3 separate regions of the Mus musculus genome follow, and all the other regions are linked to region 3. Evidence: chromatin contacts called from public promoter capture Hi-C data. All regions are on one chromosome and are shown on one strand. The core of a region is the stretch at or near the end of the contact, and the rest is flanking DNA. Distances in the headings are between cores, read along the strand shown. Region 1 holds the start of Rabl2 (RAB, member RAS oncogene family-like 2). Region 2 holds the start of Syt10 (synaptotagmin X). Region 3 holds the start of Slc2a13 (solute carrier family 2 (facilitated glucose transporter), member 13).

The links. Promoter capture Hi-C pulls out the DNA fragments that hold promoters and counts their contacts.
Region 1: a promoter capture Hi-C map of pre-B cells shows a contact between it and region 3, with 3 times the contacts expected there. The contact joins the promoter of Rabl2 here to the promoter of Slc2a13 in region 3. A contact is called at or near these places in 4 of 39 promoter capture datasets (the 3T3-L1 cell line, hippocampal neurons, liver and 1 more) and 1 of 115 datasets of contacts at active chromatin or transcription factors (astrocytes).
Region 2: a promoter capture Hi-C map of hippocampal neurons shows a contact between it and region 3, with 3 times the contacts expected there. The contact joins the promoter of Syt10 here to the promoter of Slc2a13 in region 3. A contact is called at or near these places in 2 of 39 promoter capture datasets (hippocampal neurons and liver).

Annotation. Positions count from the first base shown.
Region 1 is chr15:89,590,622-89,593,321 of GRCm38.p6, reverse strand. Rabl2 (RAB, member RAS oncogene family-like 2) reads left to right here and starts at 1,399. Exons shown (of 9, transcript NM_026817.3): 1 at 1,399-1,502.
Region 2 is chr15:89,840,418-89,843,117 of GRCm38.p6, reverse strand. Syt10 (synaptotagmin X) reads left to right here and starts at 1,258. Exons shown (of 7, transcript NM_018803.2): 1 at 1,258-1,499. The coding sequence starts at 1,349.
Region 3 is chr15:91,571,851-91,574,550 of GRCm38.p6, reverse strand. Slc2a13 (solute carrier family 2 (facilitated glucose transporter), member 13) reads left to right here and starts at 1,290. Exons shown (of 10, transcript NM_001033633.3): 1 at 1,290-1,976. The coding sequence starts at 1,454.

The DNA of each region.
Region 1 (2,700 bases), core at 150-2,649, 2.0 Mb after region 3:
TGTCCTCATCCCAAGCCAAAATTTATTTAGTCCTTTTTTTTTTTTAAGAAAAACAAAACTCAACAACTCAAAACACCAATTTCTAAAAACCAAGTATTTTAACATGATATAATCCAAAGATATACTAATTAGATAAATACTGTTTGAAATGCTGGTAGGAGAATATACAATAATAATAATAATAACAACAACAACATCCATGAAGCCTGAGGTGAGGAACTCCCACCTCCAACACACACACACACACACACACACACACACACACACACACAGTGTTGGAACTCATCCATCACTGAGCACAATAGCTTTGAACCTAGAATATTTCAGGCAGTGTTCTAGACTCTCTATGGCACTGCAGCAGGAGCATGTTGTAAAGCTGAGGTAAATCCCCAAGAGTCCATAAAGCGAAGGCTCCCAAGAGACACCACGGATACATTACAGTTTTTATTGTGAAATAATTTTTGATCTTTGCTATTAGGTCTCAAGCAATTGGCTAACTGAGGCGCCTATTTAACATATCAATGCAGACCTGGGTTCTCCCAGCATGCCCAGTCTCTACCTGTTAGAGGGTAGGGCTAGCATCCCCTGCCCCTACCCTAAACTACTCCAGCCCAAGGGCTGGGGGGAGGGGGGCTTTTCCCTAGTTGCCCCTCCATATATAGAGAGAGATTAAGAAAGTCAGAGCTCAGGGGCTCTTATGGAAGAGCTGGGGGAATGATTGAGGGCCCCCCCCCGGGGGGGGGGGGTATATGAACTCCACAGGAAGACTGACAGAGTCAAATAACCTGGACCCTTGAGGGTTCTCAGAAACTGAACCGCCAACCAAAGGGCATACACGGTTGGACACACAACACACACACACACACACACACACACACAGTAGGTGTGAAGCTCAGTCTTCATGTGGGTCCCCCAGCAACTGGAGTGGGGAGGGGGCTACCCCTAAAGCTGTTGCCCGTCTGTGGAATTCCTCTAGCTGGGTGGGCTGCCTTATCTGGCCTCAGTGGGAAAGGATGCACCTAGCCCTGCAGAGACTTAGTGTGCCAAGGTGAGAGAACACCCAAGGTCGGGGAAGGGGTGCAGGGGCTCTACTCTCTGAGAAAAGGAAGAGATGGGGGAAGGGACTGTGTGAGGGGGAGTCGGGTGGGAGAGGCAGCTACCGGTATGGAAAGTGAATAAATAAATTAAGGGGGGGTGTGTCGAGAAACAAGGCATCACATACTGCAGCAACCTGTTGCTGGCCATATGCCTCTCCAACCTGCGGTTCCCACTCCCACCGCAGACCAGTATGCCAGAGCATCCGCTCTGTCATCCCCGGGTCAGTAGAACAGATGCGCATCCTGGAAGGTGCCAGACAGACAGGCACTGCGCTAGCCAGCCCGCGCCTCGCTGAGGTCCTTCGGGCCATTGCCGGACAGCCCAGCTCGGGGTCCTGGTGCGGTCGCGTAGCAGCGGCAGAGACGCGGCCGAGCTGCTGCGGGACTGCAGTCATCTGTAAACGGGTAAGGCGGCTGGCTGCCTTGGCGGCCCAGGGGCTGTGGTGGGCGAGCGCATCTGCGGTGTTCCGGGTCCCTCTAAGCCTCCGCGAAGCCGAAAGTGCCTGGGGAACCCGCCCGAGAGGTGGGGCGGAGGGAAGGCGGAGACCCAGCCGAGAGCCGACCGCAGATCGCGGGTCCTTTATAAGGAGATGAGGGGTTAGGCCTGGTGGGCGCCTAAAAAACGTTTGTCCCACGAAAGAAAGCCCTCGTAAATCGCGAAGACACTGACAGTCACTGAGGGCTTCCATTGTGAGTCGATAGTCGGGGTTTGGCTTTCGAACGGACCACTCCCAGTCAGGCTGTAGTGTGAATGCCGTGCGTCCAGCTGGCGAAGAATCTGGATTATTGTACATTCGTACATTCGAAGCAGTGTTTGTCGAATCGGATTTGAATATGAAACGAGTGGACCGGGCTAGAGATGATGTTACGCACTGGTGTTGACACTGGATAGTAGTCACGTCTTATACTTGTGGAAATATGAGAAGTGTGCATAGAACTAGTTTACTGTTTATGTTTAACGTGTAACGTTCCTATATGCCCTAGTCTCCTGTTTACAAAACTGATGAGCAGTTAAATATCTGAGTTTAGGCAGTGCAGGACAAAGTCTTGACATGGTATTGTTTGTATCATCTACATTTAGGAATTGGGTAAAATTACAGAGCAGTAGTTCTCAACTTGTGTGACCCTTTTGGGAGTCTAATGATCCACTCTTTACAGGGCACACCTAAAACCATCAGAAAAATACAGATATTTTCATCACTACAGTTATGAAGTAGCAACTGGAATAATATTATGGTTGAGGGAGTCACCACCACATGAGCCACTAGTTGCAGCATTAGGAAGGCTGAAAGCCACTAGAGGTTTAAAAAGGACACCCGCAAAATAAAAATAAATAAATAAAAGTTTTGAGGAATTACCAAGGTGAAGGGACTGTGATGCTGATGGCAGCAATGGGACAGAGAAGGAAAGTGGTCATGAATGGGTCAGGCATCATAGATTGTACAGTTAATGTCTGCCTGTTTTTGCGAAATATCAGATTTCCATGTGACTTGGGCACTCTGTTGATGTTTGTTGCTTGTGTTTTTACAAGTAAAAATATGTATATAGAAAATGTATATATGCTGAACTTGTAAATCTAGTACAGAAGGTAGGGAGAGAGGTG
Region 2 (2,700 bases), core at 9-2,508, 1.7 Mb after region 3:
CCCAGGCAGGTGGTCAGCTACAGGTCTGGGGATGATTGGAAGGCAGGAAGGAAAGTGAAGATTGCATTGGCTACTCAGGCAGGTATGGCCAGAGGGTTTACAGGGAGTACCTCCAGGGGTTAGAGACTGAGATAAAGGGATTCAGTGAGGAGAAGTTCTGCATTATCCTGTGGGAAATGGGGGCTGAGAGAACTTTGTGGCAGCAGCAAATGGTCTTCTACAAAGCTGAGGATAAGACTGGCGACTTGGAATTGGAAAACAGAGAGTGAAGAACTATCTGATTCACGGGCTGGTGTGGAAAGGGTTTTTAAACTGAGTAGTTGCTTTTATCATAGCCTGTGGTAGCTTTATCATAGCCTGGGGTAACTGCTTTCTAATTTTATTTTGTATCTTCAGCTTCATTGCTGATTTACACCAACTTGAATTAGAGAAATTTAGACGGGGGTCGGGGGATTGATGCCCCCCATTAAAGCCCTTTGTTCTAACAGGCTGTGAAAAAGACTTCAAAACAATGTCTTTACAATTAAGAGTGCGCCTGTAGCTGATTGCACTGAACCTAATCCCCCACACTCGTTTGACACAGAAATCTTGTCTTCGCACTGTTTAAGCCGCCAGCAGAGAAGAAACTAGAATCAAGTGGCGTCTCTCAGTCACGAGTTATGATTTCAATAAATAAAACCCTGATGGATGGCATATTTCGTTCTGTAGATGACAGTGAATTCAAATTTTCCTGTTCACAGTGCCGGGTAAACCCAACTTCTGATGAACCTCACTGCTGGTGATAACAGTGTTCTTACCTAGAACGTTCTCTATCCCCAAACTATCATTGTTCCAAGTCGTTTAAAAACAAATTGTAAACAGGTGTCACTCTACCTCGCATGACCTGTCTTCTGATTACTTTTATTTAAAAATAAAAATAAAGATCCGCAGGTCTGGAACGGGGAATAGCTTTTCCTTTCTTTCTTTTTTTAAAAGATAAAGAATCGGGGAGGGACCAGGGAGTAGCAAAGTTGGATTGAAAGGGAGAAATGAAAAGAGTGTGACGGGGGCTCAGAAAGGTGTATGGAGGGCACTGTCGCCTCTGCCCCCGCTGCCCGCGCCAGCCTGCCATTGGCCGCGCCGCCCAGCACCCGGGAGGCGCCGTTCTGCGCGCCGCCGCCCCTCGCTCCCCGCCGGCTGGGCTCCGCGCGCGCCTCCGAGCGCTCCGAGGAGAAGCGCAGACCTGGCAGCAGCGTCCGTTGGCGCGCGCCGCCCTCCTGCGCCCGTGCCAACCATGGGGCCAACTCGCAACTCTTAGGGCTCTGCCTCAGACCAAGGGAGATCAACGGAGCTGCGAGCAGAAGCCAAGATGAGTTTCCGCAAGGAGGACGGTGTGAGCAGCCTGTGCCAGAAGGCGCTGCACATCATCACCGAGCTGTGCTTCGCGGGTCAGGTGGAGTGGGACAAGTGTTCGGGCATCTTTCCAGCCGATAGGAGCGGCCAGGGAGGAGGTGGCACAGGTAAGGGGATCCGCTTGCGCTTCCCGGGACAAGGGGCATTTTCGGGGCTGACTTCCTGGCTGGAGCTTATCTTGCCGGGCCTCGGGGGACTTGCTCGCTGGATTTGTTGCCTGCACCTGCTAGGTCTCTGCTCCCAGGCTGCTCTCGCGCTCTCCCACCTGCTGCTCTGGCGTCCCAGGGACTCGGTGCTCTAGCTTGTCCTGCAGGGTGTAGCAGAATCACCCAGCCTGGCAGGAGAATCTGCGCTTGGCCTCAAGGAACCTAGTTCTAGAGGGAAGGCTGTGTCGTCAAGCCCCAAACGCAGGAAGGATCCCTCAGCTCTAACTTTCAGATGCAACCTGTCGAGCTCTTCAAAGCTTCCAATGCCTTTTATAATGCATATGTAATTTTCTAGCGCTTCTTGGCTACCGTGGCGAAAGGGTAGGGACTATTGACACCAGGCACTCAGGACACTTGTCAAAAAAATGGAAAAGAGATTTTAAATCCTTTCCAGTTGCGTCCAGAACCTTGGAAGCAAATATCAGGGGGAAGAGATGTAATCAGATGACCCCAGGGTCACTTGATCGCTTTAGGAGATGCACTGGCTCCGTGCGTGGGGGGGTCTTGTCTCATTCACTTTGTTTTCTCGAGTCATTTTGGTCTCCAGGCAAGGGTTTCTACCTTCTGGGTAGCCAGGGCAACAGGTAAGCGCAACCGCAACGTCAGGCTCAGGAGAGAAGTGCAGAAGATGAAAGAAGAGTTATGGTTTCACCATCGACCCTAAGAGCTAGACAAAGGAAGGGAGAGTCTGGTGGGATGGGAATGGGTCTGGTTTAGCTGTGTCTTTGGGTTGTTTACATTGACTGTCTCCAAGGTTTCCAAATGCTCTGCTGATGGCAACAGAAGCAGGGCGGGGGGGGGGGGGGGGGCAGGGGGGGTTGTCTGAGCTTATCAGAACCAGGGACTCTTGAAGCAGAATGATACATTGTTGTTGCTGTCAGTGTGATAGAAGCGTCTTTTTTTTTTAAATGTATAAACACAACCAAAGCCATTTAAACCGCGTGTGTGAGTGTGTGTGTGTGTGTGTGTGTGTGTGATGCAAAGGATGTAAAAAAAAAAAAAAATCAAAGTGCTGCTGCTACTGTAAAGACCTCTGTAAACCGAGTAAGCTCGTCTAAAATGCCTTTAAGTGAACATTAAGCCTAGGTTCAGAGTGGAGGAA
Region 3 (2,700 bases), core at 41-2,540:
ACGATACATTTAAAGTTATTCCTCTGAGATAACCGCCCCCCCCCCACATTTGGAGAAATGTGGTTGGAAAGTGAGATATTTTGGTGACTAAAAATCAAGGTGAAAGGGACGTTGGGAAAGTCTAATAACTTCATAGTGTAATAGGATGACAGAAACAATTTCTCTGAAGGAAACAAGCTTAAACTGCATGAATAGGGTTCGTGCTAAGAAACATTTGTTCAAATAAGGGAAGTAAATGAAGACAGGAATTGTTCACGGAAACCATGGGTTTTAAATTTCTTTTTCATTTAAATCTGGTGTCCTACGCCTGAAGAATGAGACTGCAGCAGAAAGACACTTGATTAGTCTCTATCTCCGGAAATGAAACAACATAAAATAATTTACAGAATATTTAAATCAACGGGAGGTTTCCAAACCAGCCAACAACTGGCAATTAGCAATTAAAACAACCATCCTCAAACCATTTGAAATTACTTTGTTTCAGGCAAATGGGGCATCTAAAATCGCTTCTTCAAATCAATGGGGCAGCAGCAGGAATTGTCAGGGAGAAGGTATCTTTTTAGGCTCGCATGCTGGGCAAGAAAGGTGGTAATTGCCAATCACACAACAGATCACATTCTTGAGTTTCCTTGTTCCACTTGGAATCAGCTAGTTATGTGAGAAGGTGATGTATATACGCACAGCTAAAGTTGCTTTACCTCTGGGAATCCACAGGAAGCCTTCTCGTGAGAGAAGAGTTGCTGTCTGTCTGTCTGTCTGTCTCTTGTCTCTCTGTCTGTCTGTCTCTGTCTCTGTCTCTGTCTCTCTTTCTCCCCTCAGAAAGTCAAGATGCAAATGCATTTTAGAAGGGCGGAATTTAAAGACGGAGTAGCAGGGAGAAAGGAAACTAGAGACACCAGTGACCATGGTCCCAAATTGCTCCAAAACAAACTAATTGCATGAGAGCCAAGGGACACGGACACTCACTGCAAAAGGACAGAAGTAGGTGAGTGTCAGGCAGTCTCAGCCACCTCGGATTGCAAGCAGGAGGGCAGAAGGAGTCTTTCACCTGATCCTTAGCCTGCTGTGAGCTTGAGTGCTCTGGATAGCAAGCAGCTCATCTGCAGCCAGAAGGCAAGCTTCCCTGTGTCCTGGTACCCTGACTCCAAAGAGCTCTTGTCTCCAGGGGACCTCCGCTTAACCCCGCCCACAGAGGGAGGTGGCAGCGTCCAGGGGGAGGAGTTCTTCTCTGTCTCCGCCCACCAGGGGGAGGTGGGTCCCATTCGCCCCTCCCCTCCAAGCGGGCAAGTGACGCACGACCCCGCCCCCGGCCGCTCCGTAGCGCCAGCTTAGCAGAGGCTGCGAGGCGGGTGGCTCGGGTGGCAGAAGAGCAGCGGCTCAGCAGCTGGCAGAGAGTGCGCGGCGCCCCACACGCAACTTCCCCGCAGCCGCCTCGGCGGCGTCCGCCTGTCCCATGTCCCGCAAGGCGAGCGAGGACGTGGAGTACACGCTGCGCAGCCTGAGCAGCCTGATGGGCGAGAGGCGCCGCCGGCAGCCGGAGCCGGGGGCGCCAGGCGGGGAGCGCAGCCTCCTGGCCGCCGAGTCGGCCGCCAGCCTGCAGGGCGCGGAGCTGGAGCGCGCGGCGCGCAGGCAGTTCCAGCGCGACGAGACCCCGGCCTTCGTGTACGCGGCCGCCGCCTTCTCGGCGCTCGGCGGCTTCCTGTTCGGCTACGACACCGGCGTGGTGTCGGGGGCCATGCTGCTGCTGCGGCGCCAGATGCGCCTGGGCGCGATGTGGCAGGAGCTGCTGGTGTCGGGCGCGGTGGGCGCGGCCGCCGTCGCGGCGCTGGCCGGAGGGGCCCTGAACGGCGCCCTCGGTCGGCGCAGCGCCATCCTGCTGGCCAGCGCCCTGTGCACCGTGGGCTCCGCCGTGCTGGCCGCCGCCGCCAACAAGGAGACGCTGCTGGCCGGCCGCCTGGTCGTGGGGCTCGGCATCGGTGAGTGGCCGCGCCCGCGAGCCCCACTGACCCCCTTGCTCTCCCCTGCTCCGCGGTCCTTTGGGGGCTCGGTGGCACGAGCGCCCTGGTGGCTGTGGAGGATGCGTTCCCTTCTCCCGGATTCCCACGTGGAATCTGCGGTCGCCCGCGGGTCAGTCAGCGCCGGACAGTCTGGAGCAATTCAAGATACCCCAGCTTTCCCCGATCCGGCCTAACCTGAGGCCGCTTGTTGAGTTTAGGAGGGTCTCCACATCCCTGCCATCCCTGAGAGTGATTTCCCCACTGCCAGTTCTCCTTTAGGATGCTAAGCCCACCGAGCTTTAAACGAACTGCGAACTGCAATAATTAGTAGAGTCAAGGAGTTTTGAACTCCAAAATCCCTGCTCCGTTCCAGTTCCATCTTCTCTGCAGTGGATCATTTTTAAATAGAACACTATTTTCTCTCCTTGCTTTGTGCTCTGTGGTTGACTTTCAACCTTTCCACCTTTCTAGATGAAATCTGTCTCCCTTTCCCACCCGACTTAGAACTTTTACTTTGGGCCAACATTCACCATTCTTGTTTTGCCTTCTCTGCCTTTTCCATATGGGAACCAAATTATCCATTAAAGGTCACGTTCATTTCCTAGATTCAGTTAGGAGCCACTCCTGTGGATAAATGCCCAGCAAGATAGACACTTGCAATTTACTTTAGAAATGAAGAGATGTAGGTTCTCTGGGCATTGAT